Linked DNA regions of Arachis hypogaea: region 1 is linked to region 2. A link is a contact called in public Hi-C data. All regions are on one chromosome and are shown on one strand. Each heading gives the region's core, a stretch centred on a gene start, on an enhancer-like site or on the middle of the called end of the contact. The rest is flanking DNA. Distances are from core to core; before and after follow the strand shown.

The links. Hi-C and Micro-C count contacts between places; a contact is called where the count stands out from the background.
Region 1: a Hi-C map of leaf shows a contact between it and region 2, with 2.3 times the contacts expected there. The contact joins the promoter of LOC112706825 here to the enhancer-like site in region 2. A contact is called at or near these places in 2 of 8 Hi-C or Micro-C datasets (both in leaf).

The regions. Positions count from the first base shown.
Region 1 is chr8:29,363,105-29,369,781 of arahy.Tifrunner.gnm2.J5K5, forward strand. It overlaps LOC112706825 (probable CoA ligase CCL7), which reads right to left and starts at 5,342. Exons shown (of 5, transcript XM_025758332.2): 1 at 4,017-5,342; 2 at 2,970-3,115; 3 at 2,819-2,886; 4 at 2,628-2,730; 5 at 2,080-2,438. The coding sequence starts at 5,223. The coding sequence ends at 2,325.
Region 2 is chr8:29,288,949-29,295,407 of arahy.Tifrunner.gnm2.J5K5, forward strand. No RefSeq gene overlaps it. Among protein-coding and RNA genes, the nearest start is that of LOC112706824, 10 kb to the right of the region's middle. Within about 2 kb of position 1,418, at least 2 of the 3 cell types and tissues checked have open chromatin away from gene starts, as enhancers often do.

The DNA of each region.
Region 1 (6,677 bases), core at 4,092-6,591, 78 kb after region 2:
CAAGATCTATCTTGATTGGGTTACCTATGGCAGCCGCTTTTCACATCATAGCCTCATCATCATAATACCAAATGCTTAAGCCGTGAATACGAACCCAAACAAGAGTTGATCCAAAATATTCTTCCCCGGATCTAAACTCCGGTGATCAAGGTTATACTACTAAGTAACAGCCTCCTATCATCCATGGACCACCTAACAAGACTTTCTCGCGATCCTTAGCCAAGTCGCATTTCACCAAAAAATACTCGTTTCCGACGTCAAGAACATCATACCCGCCCTTAAGCCGCCAAGCAGTGCGCAACTTATTGGTAATAGTTGTATAGTTCATATGCTTTCGTAGGATTTTGATATTAATGATATCTTCAGTGAAAACAACACTTGGCGGTTCTTTATCCCATTGCTTCCCCGTGACTAAAGCCATACGATCACTCACAATTAGGGGTCGCAAACGGATCTAAATCTGTCGGGTCGGTCTGCGTAACCCATAAAAAATGTGAGTCGGGCAAAAAAATTGGGACCGCCAAAGAATAAAAGTCTACCTAACCGGTACCGTTTAAACTGCGGACTTTTGCGGACTTCGGCGGGGTAGGACAAACTTTCCTGTCCGGCTTAGTTTTTTTTGCAAGGAGGGTATTTTTGTAATTTTTTGGCCAAAATAAAACTTTTTCTAACCCAACTTACAAGAGTATAAAGATGAAAATTAAGTGTTTTAGATTATGTTTATGTTGTTTTGGATTATGTTTATTTTGCTTTAAAGAGAATATTTATAATTATAAAAACTTTAATGTTTGTAAAATAAAAAATATAATTTTTTATGCCCTTATAAATTATAAATTTATTAATATAATTGTTACGGTGGGTAACCGGAGATTAATGGGCTGGATGGCGTTGATTGGCCCAAACGTATGAAAGAGGAGATTTCAAGTGGATCTGCAACTCAGGAACCTCCGTCCGACTTGTACGTGTGAAGGAATGGGGGGTGGTACCTGCAAAGACACTCCGATGCCTAAGTCAGCAAAGGGTTAAACAGGTTTTTGAATGTATTGGAACTTAGAGATACCTGAGGGGTGTTAGTGTATTTATAGTAGTGAACCAATAACCACCGTTGGAGTAGTGCCATATTTTTAGGGTGTTAACCGTCCCATTATCTTAGGGAGGTTAAGATATGGCTCGTGGAAGTGGTTAGAGAGATTCTAGGGGCAGTTACTCATTTGAATGAGTGTTTATCCGCCAGCTAATCTCGTGCCCGACTTCTTTAGAACAGGTCGTGGTGAGTACCGACTTCATAGGATGAAGATTGGCACTGGTGAGGCCCAACCCTTTGAATTAGGTCTTTTGCTTAATCTTGGACCTTTATTATTGGGTCAGGGTATGAACAATAATTATAAAATTATATATATTATTTAGTAGATAATAGTAAGAAAAAAGAAACATAAACGGAATGAAATTAGACAGGATGAAATAAAATTAGACAGGACGGGATGAAATTTTAAAACTGTTTGATTAAACGGGATGAAATTTTAAAACTGTTTGATTAGACGAGCCAGTCCGCCAAAAAACAGACTTTTGACAGAGCGGGACGGCTCCCCGACTTGCCACTCCTACTCATAAGCGTGTTGTTTTTTATTACTCGTTGTGAAGAAGACCCTCCCTATCTTATCGCGGAAAGAAACACGTTGTGTACGTGACCCTGATGAAGCACCTCCCTCAACCCTTAATCCCCCCTCCTTCACACCATGTGCAAACCCGCCCCACTCTTTTCCTTATTCCTTCCGCTGCGACTACCTCACCATGTTTCACCCTCTCACTCTCAATCCTATTCTCTCCGCCGCTCTCTCCCATATTTTAACCCTACCCAACGTAACACTTTTAATTTGAACGAAGTTAGTTTCTGCTGCAATTCAATTATTTATTTAAATATGTTGTAGGACAACAAATGAATGTATTAAGTAAAAAGTGTTTAGCGTGGGGATTTACTATAATCTCTTTATAGTTATATCTTCTTTTGTTTTCCTTTATAGTGTTTGACACCTTTTACATCTTTCACGAATAAAACCTTTATTCCTGTAAAAACCAAAATAACCATGTAAAATATTTCATTCAAATACGGCATCATCAATCAATAGTCCAATACATATAAGGTGGGACTGGGACTAATCTTTGACCAATAATGGACAAAATTAAAACATGCCCTTAAGTTTTTATTTTGGTGGATCTAGTCCTTACTATATTATGAACAATTAAGAGTACTTTGTTTGCAAACATGTAGTGTCTATTTAGTCCCAATGTATGTATAATTGTGTATATATATAGAAATTATGGTCTTATATTTTGGATCTTGCTTTATCTATAAGCTCTCTTCTGAGAATTTTTCCTGATGCTGTCTTAGGAACAGAATTGATGAATGTAACCCTTTTCAATCGTTTGAAAGGTGCAACCTGCCAACAAAAATAACCAAAAACGTGGGTATCAACAAAAAAAAATGCACAAACACTAATAACAGTTCTAAAAGGACAGTGAACAGGGTTATACAGAAAGGAAGAAAAAAATATCCTGCAATTATCCATTGAGAACCTATGTTTCTTTTTAACTAAGAAAAATGAAAAAATCATATATATGTTTCTTACCTGATCAGCAACAAAGTTGATGATATCTTCTTCAGTGAGTGAACTGTTGGATGATCGAACAACATAGGCAACAGGAACCTCACCAGCCTCAGCATCAGGATAACTATTCAATGCAACAAAAAATGAGTCATGAATGCATTTCTTGTGCAGATAGAATTGAATAGAAGATAGTGCATGCATGTGTTACTTACGGGATGACAACAGCATCAAGTATTTGAGGGTGAGAAACAAGAAGGCCTTCTAGCTCTGCTGGCGCAACCTAATTAAATAAACAGAATATGAATTGGTACACTCGAATGGCACGGCATGGCAGGGTCAATTGAATGAATTAGAATAACAAACCTGAAAACCTTTATACTTGATCAGTTCTTTGATGCGATCAACAACAAAAAGATGCCCCTCTTCATCAAAATATCCAAGATCTCCTGTATGTACCCACCCTTGTTTATCTATGGTCAATTCTGTGGCCCGTGGATTGTTATGATAACCTGAAATATTAGTTCTTTACTCTTGTTATACTTGGATTATAATTTAGAAAAGAATCAAATGACAATTAGATTCTCGAGGATTTTGACATACAATTAATTAGACCTTGAAGGAGAAAAAAAGTACCAATAAGATCTTTCATGATAATAACCACTAACCAGTAGACATGTATGTTCTTTCGTCAATAGATAGTGTGAAACAAAACAAAATTACTAATGTATTTCATTATCTACAGTGGTGCGTGACCATATAAATAGACGATATAGTTTTGGACAATGAAATACTCATTATCTTTTGAGTTTTCATATAACCTTTATCAACTGCTCTTTACGAATCTTATTAAATGAGGTGAAATTTTGTTTCAAAAGTTGTTATGTATAAATATACACGTCACAATAGTTAATGGTACATATAAGTACCACCAATAAGTTTTAGGCGAAGAGTATAAGGTGTCCATCGTTTATTATTGTGGACTTGGATGATCAAATTGATATTATTTTTTTTTTCCTTCAAAAGTTAATTAGTCCGAAGTGGAAATCTTTATGGACCTACTCGTGACCTTACTCTTTAGAAAACGAGTCTAAGTAAAGGAATCATCAACATACGTAACAAGCTGCTAAAACTATTGGTCTGCAAGTCCTGAATTTGAAGTTTTGAGCTATTTTAAATTGAAGCCACAAATTGTATTGTGCTCAAACTTTTAAGTTGACACAAAACCTGTCACTATCTGTATATATGTAACAGGAAATTGTTTAGAGGGGGACATCAGGCAAATAGGCAGTGTATGAACTAGAATTGCAAAGCTAAATAGTGAACAAATATTAGTGAATGAAATAAATTGTTTTTAAGTATTTGACGGCAAGTTGGGTAGAGAAATAGAAGAAGGCCCTAGGCCTAGAGTACCTTGCATCATGTTAGGACCACGAACCCAAATCTCGCCAATCTTTGAAGGTGGTTGTGGCTTCAGCGAGTCCACGCTAACTATTTGAGCTTCCAGTCCCGGAGCTAGCATTCCGGTTGACCCACTATTCCTCGTCCCTCGCGTCGCATTCTCCATGGAAACAATCCCACAAGTCTCCGTCATACCATACCCCTGCATGACGATAGCGCGAGGGAAACGTTTGGAACAGACGTGCATGAGTTCTTTGCCGAGAGGGGCAGCGCCGGAACCGATGTGGCGCAACGACGAGAGGTCAAACTTGTCAACAAGGGCGTGTTTGGCAAGAGCAAGAACGATGGGAGGCACTACCCACAAGTGGGTGACCTTGTACTTTTCGATGCTTCTCAACAACGCATTCAACTCGAATCTCTTCAAGCACACAACCGCGTTCCCACGCTGCAGCTGCGAGTACAGTATCAACGCCAGCCCGAACACGTGGAACATTGGAAGCACGCATAGGAACACGTCGTGCATCTGCCCCGCCATCTCGTCGTCCATGCACGCCATCTTCGCCGCCGCGATGAAGTTCCGGTGTGTCAGAACCACGCCCTTGCTCAACCCCGTTGTTCCCGACGAGTACAGCAGCGCCGCCGTGTCGTTCTGCTTCACGCTGCTCTTCGGGAACTCTGTTTCAGTGCCGGCGAGTTTCACGAAATCGTGGAAGCTCATGATCTTGGGGGCCCGTTGCGATGGTGACACGTGGACGGTGGGATCCGAATCGAGGAAAACTGCGGGGAGATTGAAGGTCTTCACTTTATCCCATTGGTCCGGCACGGTTAAGATGAGTTTGGGGTTGCAGTCTTTGAGTTGTTTGGAGACTTCGGAGGCGGTGTAGGAGGGGTTGACGGTGGAGGCGATGGCGCCGAGGGCGGTGACCGCGAGGAAGCAGACGGGGTAGTAGATGGTGTTTGGGGAGAGGAAGAGAACGACGTCGTTTTTGGATATTCCGAGGCGTTGGAGGGCGTGGGAGGCTCTAACGGCGAGGGAGTTCATCTCCTCGAAGGTGAGGGATTGGGAGGTGTCGGCGTCGAAGAGAGCGGGTTTAGTGGGGAAGGAAGAGACGTTGGAGAAGAGGTGGGTGGCGAGAGAGAGGTTTGGGTTGTTTGGTAGATGGAGTGAAGGTCTGAGTGACCTGTATACTCCATCGGAGCCGAAGCCTGATCTCTGCATTGCGGTTGTGGATTGCAGAGAATAGAGAGAGAGAGAGGATAGGAGGAGGAACAACTGTGTTTTTGGTTTAGGCACTAAAACCAATATGTGGCAGCGCCACACAACCGAACTGGTCAATGAACCGGAAAAATAACCAATTTATTGGTTTAATGATTTAACTGAAATTTTATTGGGTTTAATTGATTTAATTAAATATTAAATAAAATTATTAAAAATTTAATATATAATATTAAATATTTAAATTTAATAATTTTTAATTTATTAAAATTTAAAATTTTACAATTTCACAAAATAAATTATTTGAAAAGTATAAGTAAACAATAAAAATAGTAAATAATGTGAATAATAGATATATCAGTTCAATTTATTAGTTGAGTAGATGGTTATTCTAATATTAAGATTTAGATGGATAATTTAAAAATTTAGGTGGATAATTTAAAAATGTAGTGTATTTTTACTTTATTAGACCAATTTTAAAATTTATTGTTCACATCATTTACAAAACCATTATCTACCTAACAAAATCCATAAATTATACATAATTTATCAATAAAAAATTGTAAATAACTTCAAACATCAAAATTTATAACTAAAATAGATTAAAACACACTTAAATGACAAACAATAATATTTTATCACAATAAAAAAACATCAACAATCAAATTTTCAACTTAACAAAAATACTAATCTCAAAACTAAGAAAATCAACAACAATTTTTTAAAATTAGCAACAATAAAAAAAATCAGCAACAATATCATTAAAGTATCATAATAAAAAAATCAACAACAATTTCCATAATCAGCAACAATTTCCATAATTCTAATTTCTGAATCAAATACACATCAACAACTAAAACTAAATTGAATCCATAGTTGGTAGCCACTCAAGAAGCACCACAAGATTGATGCAACTTGAATTCAACGAATACTGTAATATCTTCATAGATCTTTGAAGTCATTGGGACAAGGTCAACAAATTTGGCATAAATACAAAATGTAAAACCTTTACCTCAAATTGAAATATTGATCATTATGTTCCTCTGATAATTCTACCTTGTCACCATTATCAACTACCAAAGTATCTAAGAGAAAAAAATATTCAATATCAAGTGATAGGGACTTTAAATTACTACAATTAGAGAACTTATAAATTAATTTAAAAAAGAGATGAAATTGAAGAAGCATTAGCCTACTGGAGATATGGTGAGAAATGAACGGTGATGACAGAATGAGCTCGTAGTAACAGTGAGAGACGAAATTATCGGCAAAGACAGAAAAATATATCGGCGAAGACAGTGAGCAGTGGCAGATCTAAGGGGGTCTGAGGTGGTCATGGTCCCCCATTTTTTTAAAAAAAATATTATTATTATTATTATTATTATTATTATTATTATTATTATTATTATATTAACACATTAAAAAAAATTTATATGTTAGTATAAATTATGATGTAA
Region 2 (6,459 bases), core at 168-2,667:
CAACCACACTGAAATGACTGGTACAAAGTCCACCAACCTCTACACTTAATCCTATTTAATCCTATCTACACAACAAATCAACCTTTTTTTAATCAAATAGAATATTTAATCATTTCGTATTTCATAAACATACCAATAAAATAAAAAATATAAAATTAATTTCATATTAAAATTAAAAATAATAAAATCACAATGAAATATGTGATAAAATTACAAAAGAAAAAAAGATACATGTAGATTCGATTTTCATTAATTTTATTATATATAATAATTTTTAACTAATATATTATATATATTAGGGTGCGAATCAAATAGGGTTAAATATTATCTTATTTGCAGTTCAACTCATTCTGATATTAACTTGATTCGCTAAGGGTCAAATTATTAACCCTATTTAAACGAGTTTGATTATATTAAATACAATAATGTTAGGAACTAAGATGATTCTAGCAAAAAATCAGCCAAATGTCTCTGAGTGAATCCAAAATCTCTACGTGGATGATGTTTATACTAAGTATTAGGATATTTCTTTTCTTTGTAAATTAGATGGTTCTGAATCTGTTTTTTGATTTATCATGTTTTAGACATTTGGAGAGAAAAGGGTGAAGAGACGGAAGTTAATTGAATCAGTTTCTGTGATTCACGTTGCAATGATACTGAACGTATCTCCTCCTAATTTGAATATGCTGAAACATTTAATAACCAATATTTTAAATCATAAATAAATAAAATTAATTACTATATTTATAATTAATTAAGTTATTTCATTTTTGGCTAATTTAGAATTGGTTCTATATACTTTTCCTATTAACTAACTGCGGATAGAGTTATTATTGTCAGTTTTATTGATAAAAAATAATAAGTTGTCTCATATATATATGTGTGTATTTTTTTGGTTTTCTAAATCATGCTCGGTCTATTATATTGTTAGTTAGGAATGAGATAAAATAATAATGAAATTAAAGAAAAGAACATGGGGAATCTGTTTGTTGAAAACTATATTGTGGCATGGTTTTGGTTTTTGGAGGAGTGGAAGGTGAGCATATACGATTTATTTTTTGAATAACGGAGAGTAAAGTTGTACAGAAGAAAACATGGCAGCATGGGCAGTTTGTACTTAAAAGTCATACATCCCCGTGAGCCATATATACTCAAATTAAATGACTCAAGTGGTAGGTTGCACAGAGCAAATGGTCTCAGCTTCACTGATAAATGTGCCCCAATTTTTTTATTTTTTTATTTTTTCCGGCAGTCATCAACAGTGTCCCCAAAATGGAACCGACAACTGGAATTGAATTTTTTTTGCCAATTACATAAATATTTGACATATTTAAAACATTTGTGGTGATATAATATATCACATGGAAACAATTTAGGTAAAGATTTGTCTTAAGAGTACTAAACCCTAGATTTTGAATGTTGTAAGAAGATGAGGAAAAGGGACGTGTCATACGTATAGGAAAGGTGGTAGACAGTGGAGGCACATGCAATGGTCTCCCTAATTTAACTCTATTTCAACCATCGATCTCTCTCTATTTTGTCAAATAAATATCCATGTAGCTACCCTCCAAATTATATCTTATCTTAAAACTGCCATATACCACATGCACCATCTTCCACTATATATATATACAATCACACAAACTACACTTTTATACAGTACTACTTCAATTCAGAGCTACTTTCTTTATCATAATAATCATAATGGCTAAGTTAAGTGCTAGAAGCATGAAGAAGAGTGCTACTAGTAACAGTTTTAGGTTTGTGGTAGAGAAACTAATTCATAAGAGTTTGTTAATGGGGAGCAACAACAAGAAGTCATCATCTTGTAATGATTGTGTGCCTGAGGATGTGAAAGAAGGACATTTTGCAGTGATTGCTGAGGGTGGTGGTGATGATGAAGAAGCTCCAAAGAGGTTGGTGATGCCACTGAGTTGTTTGAGAAACCCAGCATTCTTGAGGCTATTGGAGCAGGCTGAAGAGGAGTATGGCTTTGACCATGAAGGTGCACTCACCATTCCTTGCACCCCTTCTCAACTTCAAAGGATACTACTTCTTGAACAGCAACAAACTACCAACAACAACAACAACCACCTCTTCAACTTCTCAACTAATCACCTCCAATTCATCGTCTCATAATAAATCCCATCCATATATATATAAATATATCAATAATGTTACTATAATATAAAACAACATGTGTACTACTTACTCTCTGTGTTACTAGCTACTACTACTTCAATCTAATTTTGGTTATTATAATATTAACTTAGCTTCTTTAAAATGCATGTTTCTTAGCTTTCTTGCTTGCACCTTTTAATTTGTTATATATATATCAATTTTGACTATTTGCCTTGTGATTCTGAGTCTCCTTTAAAATTTTAACTTGAAAATTAATTGTTACTCATTTTTAAGATCATTTATCATCATCATCATACAATACACATCTTTATTAGCTCATCATCAGTTCATAATGTTTTGCACTCAACAAATTGATATGCATATTTTGAGTTCTATGCATAACTCAGTTTTGTTTTAGTCCTGTGTTTCTTTCAACAATCATGTTTTTTTTTAAATTCAACCATAAATCAGTTATTTATATAGAATATATATTTAAAATATACAAAATAACATACATAAAATCTACACAAACACATAATAATAACCAATTTAGTATTTAATTTATTGTATTTCTTTTAATAAATGTTATTTACCTTTTTACTACACTATCTAATCTAGTCATTATAACTTAGCCGGCTACAAACTATAATTTGAATATTAGGTCAAAACATTAGGATTTTCATGACTTACAAATTACCAACACATAACTCAATCGTTATATCTATAATCCGGTCGTTATACCTCAAATTCGACCGTTATAGTCTGATCTATTCCGTATTACACGATAACTGCCACCTATTACTCAGAGAATAAGTCTTGATCCATTACCTATAATTTGGCAATAAAACCTATACCTCGGCCCAAATTTACCCATTAATCTGTTAGCTATCACTCGACCCAAATTTACTTCTTAATCCATTAGCTATAGCTCGACCTAATTATACCTATAAATCAGAATCCAAGTAAGATAATAAAGGTGACTTATCTTCAATTAGAGAGAATCTCGACTATAATAGAATCATCTGAATATATTCAAAAGCAGTTACCACAAATTAGGCAAATATCTTTAACAGCTCTGTAATACTAGGCTTATTGAGTAAGCACCTATAGCACAACTGAAGGTTGTAGAAGGCTTAGAGAAGGGGGTTAAATCTATTACCTTCTTTTACTTTTAATAACTTAACCCTTTAAAACAAATTTGCTATCTGAATATGTTTGAACTTAGCAACGGAAGATTTATGAGACAATTTCATTTTATCTCATAAATATTAGAAAACAGGACAGAGCAGAGAAGAGAAAAGCTAACACCATCATGTATCCTGGTTCGGTTGCCTTGTGCTATGCAACCTACGTCCAGTTTCCACCACAACAGTGGTGGAATTTCCAGTATAGTTAAAGTATTACATACACCAATTCCACAGGATTGACCCAATCCTTTCACACTCAAGTTCTAACCTAAATTGACTTTGGCTATGTTAATACTTAACTCTTCACTCTTAGTGCTCACCCAACTAAGAAAGGGGTACCTCACTGGTACAAGATACATGACACTGACTTACCTAAAGAAATCTGAAATAACTATAGGCTTTTCTCTCAAGTGTATCACTCGAACTTTTTCCACTCATTGGCTTTTACTTGATATCTCTCCTTATGCCTTTTCACTCAAGAAATTATAAAAAAATAAACATTGAAAAATAAATTACAATCTGTAAAATATGAAGAAGATTGACTCATCAATAGCCTCTTTGCTATGTGATAAACCAGATTTGCATGTCTCTGATTCAGTTCTTCATTTTTGGCGGAAAGCTTCTTTGAAAGAAAGCACTGCCCAAGTAGATGAATTTCTTCAGAGAGCTTTTCTCAGAACAAACACCTCAAGAACATTGGTTATCTCTCCTTACTTCTGAATGATGAAAAATCTTCTTTTATCTCCTTGCATGTTGCTGGGTTGCTCTCCCTAGGTCAACTTCTTGAGCTTTGTACTTCACCAACCCACTATCTCACTTTTTTCCATTAATCCTCAAAATAGAAACTTTGGTTCTGACTTTCTCTTATTGACCGAACACCATAGGAAAGCAGAAACAGATATCTTCAATAGTAAACTCAGATCTTGGCCATTGAGAAGGTACTTGGTCCTTAAGACACACTTGTGACTGTAGATGCACAGCAGTGAAAGCAGACATCATCTTTTTTATGTATCTCAGAATGGATAGGCAGAACGTTGAGGATGAAGAGAAGAAAATATGATGTATGTATAAGAAAATGGGTTACCTTTTAGCTCTGCCTTAGCTTGATGTGGTTTGAAATGGTTGATTAGACTTTCACCTTTCAAACTTAATCTTTCTCTTTCTTTCTTCTTTGGTGAACAGTTTAGGAACTAAGCTTTCTCTTTCTTTCTTTGAGTTCTGACCAAAGCAGGAAGAAGTGTACGTTGCTTTGGAAGCAATGATGAAGGGATTAGCTTGCTAAAATCAAGTCGGGCTTGGGTTAGTTCTACTCAAGTTCAGCCCGTTTACATTCTTTTTCTTATCTTCGGGCTTCTATTGATTTGTGACCCACTAAGATAGATTTGGCTTGATTTGTATTGGGCTGCTGCAATATATATCAAATTTGGCCTGCATTACTAAACCAAAATAATCAAAACTAATTAGTTAATTTGCTCAATAATCTAATGTTTGTCATAATCAATTATATTAGTTAACTCAACAACAACAACTCTAAAAATACAGAATCCTAACTACGTGAAAGGTAGACTATTCACTCTAATAACATATACCTCATCTTATACTTTTTTTACTTCAGCGTTGGAATCTTTTTGCAGGTCTCAACCTCTTCTGATATTTTTCGACAACTAAAGTATAGCTCAACGTTTGTGCTCTTAGGACAAAAAACTCCATATAAATGAAAGAAGTTATACCTCAACACTAAAAAAAGTTATATCTTAACTCAAATTACTGTCCAAAAACACCATCTAATATGTGTTAAATAACAAAAACACTTAATTGTACATTTGAACAGACAAAATGCTTCTTCTTCAGTAATAGGCAGCAACTGCTTCTCAGTGTTGTTAAATCTCTCATTAATCCTTCTCGCATTCTTCTTGCTACTTATCATTCTACATAAACCCTTCTTTAATTTGATTTGGGTTAATTATAAGAAAGAAAGAAAAAATTAATGTAATTTTTGCTGTATATTTATAGAGTAATGTTAAATAATTAATCTTTTTAACTAATATTAACTATTTTTTATAAAAATTATTTTATTTATTTTAAATTTTAAATTATAAGTAATCAATTCTTAAGTTTGCATTCTCAACTATAAATCCTAAATTCTAAAGTTAATTGGTTAACTAACTAAAAATTAATTTTCTATAATTATTATAATTATTCGTATCTATAAAAAACTTTCAAAATAAGGGACGTGGTATACAAATAACACAATCTTTAATTAACGAAAGAGTTTAATTAGGGAGCAAATTTTTTCATTTAATATCAACTAATTTTTTGAAAGTAATTTTTTATTTAAAATTATAAATCCTAAATTTTATATAATAAATTTTAAATTTAAATCTTAAATCTTAATTAAGAATTATGATAAAAATAAATATTAAAAAAATTATGATAAAAAAATAGATTAATACTGACTAATTAAAAATTAATTTTCTATACTTAATATTAATAAAATATGTTATTTGATTCACTTTTTATGCACACTTAAACTAAATTAAAGGGTAAATTTTCTTCTAAGTTTTAAAAATATATAATGGGGAAAATATAATAAATTTATCTTTTTTATATTTTTAAAAAATATATACACTCTATATAAGTGTACATACAAGAAGATCACATAACATTTCTCTAATTAATTGAACAAGAAACATAATAGAAAAATAAGTATATTATTATTTGATTTAATCATATGATGTATTAAAAAGAAAATACTGCAGCATGGAAATGATATAAAGTGGAAAAAAAAAAGTATGAAGATGATTTGCTGGTGTTGCTCAATTCCATTGTTCGATCTTAAGATTTGCTGGCGTTCCTCCATCAAAGATGATGCCTACACTTTTCTATCTATTCTGGTTCAGATCAATAATGCCACACAAATGATTAAAAAGTGCAATATATATAATATCAATATACATATATGATAATTAGGCACAACGTTTTAAGATATGATAGCTACGGTTCTCTTGCATTGTCCCGACTCACTTAAGGCTTTCGAACTTTTTCTCACTGCCTTTTCTATTCATATAATAAGTAGAGGAAAATTTTTAAATGTACTTAGAATATTGATATTTTGATAATTTCAACGTTAATTTTAATTAATATATAATAT